2 separate regions of the Rattus norvegicus genome follow, and region 2 is linked to region 1. A link is a contact called in public Hi-C data. All regions are on one chromosome and are shown on one strand. Each heading gives the region's core, a stretch centred on a gene start, on an enhancer-like site or on the middle of the called end of the contact. The rest is flanking DNA. Distances are from core to core; before and after follow the strand shown.

The links. A called contact is a pair of places that touch in the nucleus more often than the background predicts.
Region 2: a Hi-C map of liver shows a contact between it and region 1, with 2.8 times the contacts expected there. The contact joins the enhancer-like site here to the promoter of Kif22 in region 1. A contact is called at or near these places in 4 of 12 Hi-C or Micro-C datasets (frontal cortex, hepatocytes, liver and 1 more).

The regions. Positions count from the first base shown.
Region 1 is chr1:191,076,140-191,082,233 of GRCr8, reverse strand. Kif22 (kinesin family member 22) reads left to right here and starts at 1,356. Exons shown (of 14, transcript NM_001009645.1): 1 at 1,356-1,433. The coding sequence starts at 1,376. It overlaps LOC108349644 (a long non-coding RNA gene), which reads right to left and starts at 3,050. Exons shown (of 3, transcript XR_005499468.2): 1 at 1,476-3,050.
Region 2 is chr1:191,146,881-191,152,812 of GRCr8, reverse strand. Qprt (quinolinate phosphoribosyltransferase) reads left to right here. Exons shown (of 4, transcript NM_001009646.1): 2 at 2,646-3,181; 3 at 3,417-3,548; 4 at 3,640-4,098. The coding sequence ends at 3,858. Among named protein-coding and RNA genes, the nearest start is that of Qprt, 14 kb to the left of the region's middle. Within about 2 kb of position 2,887, at least 2 of the 93 cell types and tissues checked have an H3K27ac peak or open chromatin away from gene starts, as enhancers often do. A contact at or near this core is called in liver, where this site is marked.

The DNA of each region.
Region 1 (6,094 bases), core at 107-2,606:
CAATGTGTATGATAGCTGTGTGTGGTGGTGCATGCCTTTAATTGCAGAACTAGAGACAGAGGCAGTAGGATCTCTGTGAGTTCGAGGCTAGCCTGGTCTACATAGTAAGTTCCAGGACAACCAGAGACACCTAGAGAGAGCCTGTTTCTAAACAAACAAACAAACAAACAACAGCTACAACAAAAAAGTGGTATGTGGTGCAAAGTTTTTACATCATCAAACTGAAAGTTTTCTTGTAAGAATTCAGAGGTAATAACCATAATGTCAAACAATCCAGTTTCCATTGCCATGAAGTTAACCTTGAGTCACTAAACCGTGTGAAATGGGGTTTCATTCTAGAATTGTAAATTGTGCTAAATTTACTATCTTTGAATTTAGCTGGGTGTAGTGGCACACAGCTTTGACTCCTGTCTTTAATCCCAGCACTAGGAAGGCAGAGACAGACAGGCTTATGTGAGTTTGAGTCCAGTTTAGTCTGCATAATTCTGGGACAGCAAGGGCTACATAAAGATACTCAGTCTCACTGTTGTCCTTCCCAGTTTTCGGTCCCTTCCCGTTGCAGCTCCAAGGGCAGAGGCCCGCAGATCTTTGTGAGTTCAAGGCCAGCCTGGTCTACATAGTGAGTTTCAGTGTTACTAGGCAGAGACTCAAAGACCACTCATTGTGGCCAAAGTCTGATTTGACAATCTGTATTAAGTGGCCGGCGAATTCCTGGAAAGAAACTCTTCAAAAAGCAGTCTCAACTGCATTTTACAGCTTTTAAAAGCAAAGAGCACAGAAAAACGACATCCTGGTTGACAGTTGTAGGGCAAAAGAAAGCAAGCATTTTACTAGAAGCCAAAAGCATGCAATTAGCAGGAACATTTCATCCCAAGATTCTAGCACAGGGATGGGAACTTTCCCACGGAAAAGGGGGGGGGGGGCAGAGGTGTGTGTGTCAAGTTCAAAGAAGAAACTTTCCCCTGTCCACCAGGACAGCTGGTCAGCCAGGGCTACAAAGAGAGATCTGTCTTCTCCAAAAGGCAAAAATTGTATTCAGAGCTGGAAACTTTGAATAAAGAATCAATCAAGTGCTTTCAGATTTGTAACTGAGAAGGAAGAGTAGGGTGAAAGTCTGCACTTTGCCAATCCCAACTTGGACATTAAAAAGCCTGAAAGTGCAGGGCCCTGAGGTGCCCACCACTTGGTGACAGACTTCAGAGCCCCATCCATGGGAACTTTTGCTTTCAAGACCGGAAGCGAGCCCGAGACGGCCGAATTACGGAGAGTTAGAACGGAAACTTCCGGCGGTAAGTAGCCGTGATTGGTCGAATTTGAGAGGGAGGCCGGACCCCGGCAATTCAAAAGAGAGAAGCGGTCCGAAGAAGGGAGGGATATGAACGTTAGGGCTAAGAAAAAGCCGCAGCAACGGGAGATGGCGTCGGCCAGCTCAGGTACGCGGGCCAAGAGGAGGGGGCATCGTGTGTGAAACTTACAGAGTAGCGGTTGTCCCGAACTATCCTGGCCGGGCGGAAGGGCGGGGGGACGCCGGCTAGACCGCGTAGGGGTGGGCGCCGCCTGTCCTCTATTCGCTGCCTTCGGGAGTTTAGACGGGGTTGAGACCCTGCTGGGGCTCCAGCCCCTGTCTAGAGCCTGCACGCTTACTGTGCGTTTCAGTTTGTGGCGTCTATAAGGCCGGGCAGCCTCCCATCTGTAAAGACTGAGCAGTGAAGAGACGCGGTGTCTGGCTGGCTGTCCAGAGATCCCACTCCGGCTGAAGGCTTGCTCTCAGCGGCCTTGTAAAATCACACGGCAAAGGAAAATCCTTTCCTTCTAGCCTTGGAACTGGATGCTGTTTTCATCTTGAAAAGGCTTCCAGGAGATTCAAAATCTCTTCTAAGACGCTTTGCATATGCGTGCCCTTCCTCTTTCGTTAGGCCGAATTCTGGCCTGTCTATTTGGCTTTGCGGGAGGCAGACATTTAGGAGAACGTCTCGTCCCAGGCAGTGCTGCAAGCATTTTATGATGAACCATTTAATGTTTGTACAGAACTCTGAGGTCATTTTTTTTTTTTTTGGTTCTTTTTTTCGGAGCTGGGGATCGAACCCAGGGCCTTGCGCTTCCTAGGCAAGTGCTCTACCACTGAGCTAAATCTCCAACCCCAGAACACTGAGGTCATTACTGTTAATGCCCTGTCTTTAAGAAAAAGCTTTCATTTTATCAGTGTGTGCCACCTATGTTTGGTTCCCTCAGGGGCCGGAAAAGTGTTGGATCCTCTAACGCTGGAGTTACTGGCAATTGTGAGCCACTTGATGTGGACCCTGAGTACCAAACTCAGAACCTCTAGAAAAATAGTAGGCACCCTTAATTTCTAAGGCTTACCAGCCCCTGGACTTGTATTTGACAAGGGGGATCAGGCATAAATGGGCTAAATAGTTTCTTCAAGATAACACAACTGGTAAATATTGGGGGTCTAAATTGATGCCCGGATACAGACTGAAACCCAGTATGTTTGGTATTAAACATTAAAGTGCTGAGTGACCATAGCCCCTTTCCTAGAGGTTACAATCATTTTCAAATAGTCTCATAAACTAATGTAATATGACGAAATACACTGGTAGATAGGCATAAGCTTGTAGTGTAGAATCTGAAACAAACTTTTGGGTATTTCGAGAAGTCTTTATTAAGAAAATGATAGTGGAACACGCCTTTAATCCCAGGACTTAAGAAGCAGAGGCAGGCAGATCTCTTGAGTTCGAGGCCAGCCTGGTCTGCAAAGTGAGTTCCAGGACAGCCAGGGTTACAGAGAGAAATTCTGTCTGGGAAAAAAAACAAAATAAGAGAAGAGAAGAGAAGGAGAAGAGGGAGAGAGCGAAATGATAGGGTTGGCTTCCAGAAGAGCTGTGTTCAGTTCCCAGCACCCTGATGGTGGCTCACAACTCTCTGTAATTCCAGAAACAGGGTCTAGTTCATCAAGCTTGGACATGGTGCACATCTCAAAATTCAGCTGAATTTTGAATTCCATTAGGAAGTCAGGTAGGATTCAGACTGAGACTGAGTGCCTACCGGAGCTCCATACAGGCAGGCAAAACATGCACATTAAAAAAATAGTAAAATGGTAAAGTGGGTTCGAAGGTTGGGCAGGCTTTTACCCAACCTTGAAAATAACAAAGAACAAGCATCATTTAGCTATAAAGGAGGCCAAAAATGTTGTGGTGATTTGTTTTTCTCCATAATAGAGAGGATGGGCTGGGAGGGTAGACCAGCCTGATAAAGTACTTGCCATGGAAGCTTGAAAACTGAGTTTCATCCCATGCTGAGGGACACTAGGGTTTGGTCTTTGGCATCCACACATAGGTGTGGGTGTGCATAACCTACCGATCCTCACACTCAGAAGGCCTAGGTAGGAGGTTTGGGAGCTCAAGGCCAGACTTTCTCAAAAAACAAAAACAAAAAGATAGAGAGATGTTGTTGTAAAAATATAAAAATAAAAAAGAGTAACGGTGTCTTTTACCCCACTAGGTCCGCGCCACGGTGGCCCAAGATATCTGCTAGATATCTTGGCGGAAACACAGCCCAGCCACACACTTTCCTACACTCAAACCCTCACATAAAAGAACACATAACACAATAATCTTAGATCCAATTGATAAGATATAATTGCCCACTTAAACATACAAAGCCCGGTACCATCCATCCCTTGAGAACATTAATAACAACCTGTAAATACACAGAGCAGAATCTTTTTTTTTTTTTGGTTCTTTTTTTTCGGAGCTGGGGACCGAACCCAGGGCCTTGCGCTTCCTAGATAAGCGCTCTACCACTGAGCTAAATCCCTAGCCCCCACAGAGCAGAATCTTAACATCACCTGCCATGGCTTCTCCCCTCTCTCCGTCTCGTCTCTCCCTTTCTCTTCTCGTCTCCTCCTCTTCCTTCAAACTTCTCTCCCGCCCATCCTTCCTTCTCCTCCAATGACAGAAAAGGACAAATTATACAGTATAGTTGACTGATAAACTCTGCCAAGACAGGGTGATCAGCCCTTCAAAATCTGCATTTCAAGAGTCTGTCAGTTGATTTTGGGCCAGAAGGCTGAAGACTTGCGCTCACATGTTGCTAACAGGGGACTGTGCTAGCAGAGATTTGTCTCTACAACCTCTCAGTTCTGGAAGCCGTGTTAGGCTTCCTGACGGGGTTGAAGACATTATAGTCTCATAGCCTATCAGGCTGTTTAACTCTAAATATACATATTTTATTAGACAGTTATCAGGTAGTATACAAGCTAGCCAAGATATAATACAGATTTTAAGCCTTTCTTAAGCTGGAATGGATAACTAAATGTTCTGTTTAACTGATAAAGTGTTGGACTAGGTGTTAGATATATTTTATGCTCTTAATTACAAAATGATAGTAGTTGTGCTCAGCTTATATTTGAGAGAAAAGTTTTTTTTTAATTAGACAAAAAGGGTGAAATGTAGGATGATGTCACAGGTGAGGCAGGTACAGGATAGAAGGAGGCCTGTCATTGGAGGAGAAGGAAGGATGGGCGGGAGAGAAGTTTGAAGGAGGAGGAGGAGACTAAGGGAGAGAGGGGGAGAAAGGAAACGGAGAGAGGGGAGAAGCCATGGCAGGTGATGTTAAGATTCTGCTCTGTGTATTTACAGGTTGTTATTAATGTTCTCAAGGGATGGATGGTACCGGGCTTTGCATGTTTAAGTGGGCAATTATATCTTATCAATTGGATCTAAGATTATTGTGTTGTGTATTCTTTTATGTGAGGGTTTGAGTGTAGGAAAGTGTGTGACTGGGCTGTGTTTCCGCCAAGATATCTAGCAGATATCTTGGGACACCGCGGCGTGGACCTAGCGGGGTAAAAGACACCGTTGCTCTTTTTTATCTCTATATTTTTACAACAACAGAGAGATGGCTCAGCAGCTAAGAAAATTGGATGCTCTTTCAGAGAATCCTGGCTGGGTTCCCAGCACCCACATAGTGGCTCACAACCATCTGTAACTCCAGTTTCGAGGGTTTGATGCCCTCTTCTGGCTTACATGGGCATCAGCACCAAAAGCAAGTTGAGAGGAATGGGTTTATATGGCTTATACTTTCACATTTAAATCCGACACTGAAGGAACTCAGAACAGGAAGCAAAGCAGGGTTGCAACTAGGACTCAGGCGCTGATGCGGGCGGAGGCCATGGAGGGTTGCTGTTCACTGGCTGTTCAGTATGGTTTGCTTTGCCTGCTTTCTTACAAGACCCCAGGACTACCAACCCAGGAATGGCACTACCCCCACCAGTCACTAGTTAGGAAAATGCCCTGCAGGTGATCTTATGGAAGCATTTGCTCAACTGAGATCCCCACCTTTCGGGTGACTCTAACTTGTGTGAAGCGGATAGAAAACTAGCCAGCATGGTGGCACACGGACGTACCTAATATTAAATAAATAAATGTTAAATTAAAAAGCTGGCAGGTAGTGGTGGCTGTGTGGAAGGAAGAAACAATTAAAAATTCTTACTTGGGGGGGTCTGAGCTATTTGTGGGCAAAATGAAGAAGCTGTTGCAGAGAGGTGGGGAAGAGTCAGTAGAGCACAGGTGGAATTTGAGGTACCTCAGAACCATCCAAGAGAAGCTGGACGGCAGCTTGGAAAGATGATCTGCCCGTCAGAGACTGCTCTTTAATATGAAAGTGCCAAAGAGGAGTCATCAGCTTGAAGATGGTATTGTTACAAAGGAATAAAAGATAATTGGTGCCAAGAGAGCAGGTGACTGTGCCTGTGAAGTGAGTCTGAGCTGTCTCACCCAGGGACAACACTTGTACCCCAGTGAACAAGTAGACGTGTCTAGAGACATGTTGCTCATTACAACTTGAAGGTGAATAAGAATGCCACCACGCTGTGGTGGGTATATGTTGAACAGTCCACAATATGACAGACTCAAAGAACTATACAACTCAAAATGCTAATAATACAAGTTAACAGAAGGTGGGACATAGGGAATACATTTAATTAAGACTGTTAAACTAAGGAATAATCAGGAAAACTGTAGTAAGACGATCAGGGAAATGGATGATGGGGAAACAATGTCTCATAAGAGTGCCGAATTTTGAATTCCGTTAG
Region 2 (5,932 bases), core at 1,638-4,137, 69 kb before region 1:
CCCATCCCCATGGCAGCTGCCCAGTCAGGAGTTGAATGGGAAGTGGGGTGAAGTGGAGAACACGGCTGGTGCGATGGATGTGCACCTCGGTTTTTACAGTGGCAGAGTTGTCAAACACAGCTGAAGTGGCCGAGAGGTGGTGGTGCACGCCTTTAATCCCAGCACTCACAAGGCAGAGACACATGGGTCTCTTGAGTTCTAGGCCCACCTGATCTACAGAGGGAGTTACAGGACAGCTATGACTACGCACAGAAACCCAGTCTTGGAAAAACAAACAAAGCAGAAGTGGACAGAAGGCAAGTTATAAAACAGAACGCTCACCGCAAGGCAAGCACTCAAAACAGAACTCTAAATACAGTGCAAGCTACGGGGAATTTACAGTCCAAGAGCACAGAACGGGGGTGGGGGGGAGGGTCAGTGGTGCAGAATTACTAACAGGAAGTCCTGGGGATAAGGAGGCCTTCTGGTTAAACCAACCCAACAGTTCTCATCAAAACTGCAACTGAGAGATCAACATGGAAATCCAAAAGTATTTGAGAAACTGAGGCAGGAGTGCCTGGAGTTCAAGGCCAGCTTGGGTTTCATTGTAAATTCCAGGACAGCTTGGGTGAAAGGGGGTGGGGAGAGAGGGAACCAGTTTGTGTGAAGGCTGCAGCTCTTGTGCAGACCGACAGGTGGCAGTGTTGCATTGTGTTTGGGTTCTGTCTCTGCAGAGCCAGATTCTGCAGCCCTGGAGGCTGAAAGGCCCTTCAGTTGATAACACACATTGAGGTGAAGGTCTTAAGAGAAACCACAGCTCTACCCTTGACTCCCTCGCTATTGTCTCTGGAAAAGGACATACCCCAGTCCAGTTTGCAGCTGCACTAAGGTTTCTTGTTCTGAACCTGTGGCCACCTTGCTGCCAGCACCCTCAGCTGATTTGTCTTTTCTCTGTGGTTCTCTGTTGTAAACACCTGAACTCCCAGCTTTATAATACTTGGTATTGGGCAGTGAGTGAGGCTCGGTGGTAGAGCGTTTTCTAGAAGCTGAAGGACCTGGTTTAAATCCTCATCGTCTGGAGACGGCTAAGAAGCAAGATGCATAAGGCTCGTGGTCTGCTGAAAGGCTTCAGGGCAAAAATAGCTAAGCCTTCTGGGTAACGCAGATGGAAAGGAGGCAGGGCACCCTGCAGGTGTGCACACATTGGCTGCCCATGCTGTTAAATATCGAGGGTCTTAGTGGTGCATGTGCAGGACCCCAGTACTCAGGAGGTGGGATAGCTGGCCCTCCAGGCTATCCTGGGCTACATAAGCAAGCCATGTCTCCAAAGAACAGCAGGGTATTAAATATCTTGTTGGTAAATAGCTTTGGACCCAACAATAGGTTGGATGCATAAAATCCAAGATGCCAAGTTTAATTCAAATTTCAGATAACAGGCCATGTTTGCTTATGAGTTGTTAAATGTGGGACACACTATACAGAAAAATTATCTGAGCACCTGTGTAATCAGATTTCATAACAGCAGAAAGGAGGTTGGAAGGAAGAGGAGGAGGAAGCTGCTGCTGTCCAGGGTACAGAGCTTTAATTCTGCAGGAGGAACGAGATGTGTGAGTGTTAATATTGCTGGACTCAAACGTGTTAAGAGGGTTCACCTCTCCTTGGTTCTTTATAAGTCAATTAAAGCTAAAAGCAAGTGAATGGTGAGAGGTGACTCAGTGGACACAGAAGCCACTGCCAAATTTGGTAGTCTGAGTTAGAGTCCCAGAACCTACACCTTTAGAAAACCAACTTTGTCTTTAGAAAACCAACTCTTGCAAATTGTCTTTTTTTTTTTTTTGGTTCTTTTTTTCGGAGCTGGGGACCGAACCCAGGGCCTTGCGCTTCCTAGGTAAGCACTCTACCACTGAGCTAAATCCCCAGCCCCCGCAAATTGTCTTTTGACTTCCACTCAAGAGCAATGACATCTACATGCACACACACACACACACACACACACACACACACACAGACACATACACACACACATACACACAGATACACAGACACACACATACATGCACACACACAGATACACAGACACACACATACATGCACACACACATACATACACACATACGCCTACATATACATACACACACATACACATACACACAAAGACACACACATATATATATACACACAGACACAGGCACACACATACACACACACATATGCATGAGTAAAAAAAATTACAAAAGGGAGGCATGGTGATGATACGAAGGAGCAAACACCTGCTTCTACATATTACTACTACTACTACTACTATTACTACTACTATTCTGAGACCAGGTCTGGTGAGCTCCTCCTCAGCCTCCCAGAGTATGGAGACTGCACCACCAAACTCAGCTTCCTTATAAAACTCTTTGATACTTTTGCAAAGTTTAACTTTAACCAGTTAAAGTTAAAGTTAAAGTTTAACCAGTTAACCACTCTTTTCTAACTAGTTTCATTTTCTCTGACAACCTGGTCAGCTTGGTGACCCCAGACTCTGCCCCAGCCTGGCCCTGGAAGTCCTATCTCTACCCTGATTGGCTAGTGTCCTATTGCCCATGCTGTCAAATGTTTTGGGGCAGCTTCTGGCTATGAGGAAGTGCAATCCCAACAGAGGTCTCTCTGCTTCCTCCCAGGTCTGCAGTTCCTGTTGCCCCCTGCAAGTCTGGCAGCTCTGGCAAACAGCTGGTTGCAAGAGGACTGCCCAGGTCTCAATTTTGCGTCCTTGGTTACCGGGTCGGCCCCTGCACAGGCTGTGCTGTGGGCCAAATCCCCCGGGGTTCTGGCAGGGCGACCTTTCTTTGATGCCATCTTCACTCAACTCAACTGCCAAGTGTCTTGGCTCCTTCCAGAGGGATCGAAGCTGGTACCTGTGGTCAAAGTGGCAGAGGTCAGGGGACCTGCTCACCACTTGCTGCTGGGGGAACGAGTGGCCCTTAACACCCTGGCCCGCTGCAGTGGGATTGCCAGTGCGGCAGCGACAGCTGTGGAGGTGGCCACAAGCACTGGCTGGGCTGGACATGTAGCAGGCACGAGGAAGACCACGCCAGGGTTCCGACTGGTAGAGAAGTATGGGCTCCTAGTAGGCGGGGCTGAATGCCACCGCTATGACCTGGGAGGGCTGGTGATGGTGAAAGACAACCATGTGGTGGCAGCTGGCAGTATGGAGAAGGTGAGTGCCCCAATGAGCCTCTGTTCTCACTCTGGTCTGCCTCTGACCAGCATTTCAGTCCCGCCAACCAGAGACCAGACAAGTGATCCCAGCATCAGGGATGCTCCAAGCCTTTCCATCTGTAGATGGAGGAGGCTGGCTTCCTTTTTGTGTGTGATTCAAAGCACAGCTCTCTGGGCCCCCAGGGTCCAGGGCCGGACTACCCAGCCTCACCCTCTCTCTATTGGCTTGGCAGGCAGTGCTGAAGGCCCGGCAGGCAGCTGGCTTTCCCCTGAAGGTAGAGGTGGAATGTAGCAGCCTGAAGGAGGCTTTGCAGGCAGCAGAGGCTGGGGCTGACCTGGTCATGCTGGACAACTTCAAGCCTGAGGTGAGATGGGACCCAACTCCTGGGCTGGGCCTGCAGAATTTTGGGGTGGGGGTTGGGGGACTCTCACCTCCCCTTGGCTTCTATCTTATAGGAGCTGCACCCCACAGCAGCTACACTTAAAGCCAAATTCCCCAACGTGTCTGTGGAAGCCAGTGGGGGTGTCACACTGGACAACCTCCCCCAGTTCTGTGGGACAAATATTGATGTCATCTCGTTGGGAATGCTGACCCAGGCTGCTCCAGCCCTGGATTTTTCCCTCAAACTGTATGCTGAAGGAGATATTCCAGTGCCTCATGCTCGCCGGTCCTAAAGCTGAAGAAGATGCCACCAGAATGGATTACTGTGGCTTGTTGGGCCCCTTGGGTCACACATCTTTAGGTTCAGAGGCCAACAGGACATAACTGAAATTTACCTAGGCTTCCCACTAGCTCTGCCATCTCCAGCTTGTGTGACTTGCTAGGGCTGACTTTGGTTTTGCTTGCCTCCGTTTTCTCATCTGTGAAGTGGGTCTAATAAATATTCGGCCTTACTGGGCTGTTGATGACAACTACCACACTGTGAGTGGTTGGTAAATGCTAGAAATTAGCACCGCTCGTGTACCCTAAGACACACACTTGTTTTCGAACTCTACCTTCTGGAAAGGTTGCCCCTTTAGCAGATGGTGTTTCATAGCACGACTCTGGCAGCTAGCAGCTGACATCACATGGCCTGTATGTGCAGCTAGGGATACATGACAAGAAACAAGCTGCCAGCACAGTCCGACTTGCTCTCTTCTGTTTCTGTGGTACTAAGGATGGAGCCAGGGCCATGGGCAAGTGCTGTGGTACAGCTGTCCTCAACCCTCTCCCTTCCGTCCCTTCCTCCTTTCCTGCCTCCCATCCCTGCCCTGCCTCACCATGTAGCCCAGGCTGGCCGTGAACTTCTGGCCTAAGATGTGCTCCTGACTCAGCTGCTTGCACTATGCCCTCTGCACCTGGCTTAGAACAACTCTTTCCACACATGTGAATTAGAAGCTGTGCGCGGTAATAAGACACTGGTAGGAAGTACATGGCACTTCTTCATACCAGGAAGAATCTCAGATTTGAAGGTGTGTGGCATCAGGTTTGCCATCCCGCTCGGACATTCTCCCTGACTGATGTCTGAGGAGCTACCTTGAACTCACCTAAGCCTAGATCCTCAGGCAGATCCAGGAGGAGCATCTCCATGAGAGGTCCTAGGTGCTGGTGGTCCATGAGGCGACTCTTCCCATGAGCTTCCTTGGGAGCTTCCTCTGCCTCAGAGTCCACTTCCCCCTGCTTAGCTACAAGAACAATTCAGCTCTTGGCCACAATGACCCTATTTCCTACCTGGTGTCACTCAGGGGAGCACTAAGCACATTTCACAGTCTGGAGCCTGACAGACAGAGGCCTGAATGGTTCATGGCCCTGCCCTTGGCAGTCGTGCAGCAGTTGTGAGATTTACTTAGCAGAGAACTGGACAGAGCTGGCCAATGTTCTGAACCAAGGTGACCGTTCTCACAGACACAGCCTGCAGGTGCACACATGGGCTAGCACTCAGCGTCTCTCACCCCTCCTGGTCCTGTCCTTCCTCCCAGGACAGCATGGATGCTCTTAGCAAAATGGCCCAACTCCAGAGATCTTTGGTCTTTATGAGCCCTAACTCCTCACTTCTAAAGAGGCAGAACTGAGTCCCTGCAGACCCAGGCACTGCTGAGAACCCGTACAGGAAATGTGAACCCTGAGTAGGGGTTAGGGGAGGCAGGGGAGCTCTGGTAACCAGAGAGTCCTAAACCTGGAATTGTGGAATTGTGGGTGGTATCGGAGCCTGAGAGGGGCAGTAATGAATGAGTGTTAGGAGACCCAAACTCTAGCTCCAGACTCTAAAGTTAGTGAGTGAGGCCGGAGCAGACAGAGCGGAGTGGACTGTGCCCAGGATCACACAGCACTCCGCGCACGTCTCTTCTGCGGAATTGCTGTGCAAGATCTCATTAGCTCACGCAGTCCAGGCTGGCCTGGAACTCACTGTGTAGCCAAGGCTGTTCCTGAGCTACTAATCCCTGAACGTTCATGAGTGCTGGGCTCCAGCATAAGCCACTGCCTGGATAGTGTTGCAATTATTCTTTAAGGAACTCTGTCCGGCTGAGTTTTAGAACTCAGAAGTGGATAGGCCCTTCCAGGTGTCTCTGAAATCTGTGAACTGGGAGGGGAATTACTGGAGGAAAGCAAATAGATTCTAGGTGAGCCAAAGCAGCTCACACTCTGTTTGCAGCAGAGGGAGGCACCGGTTTCCAGGCAGAGGCAACTGCATGGGCAGAAGGCCCAGCGGAAGGTAATGACTTACATTGTGCACTGAAATGGTTGAAGCAGGGCCCTGGAAAACAAGAT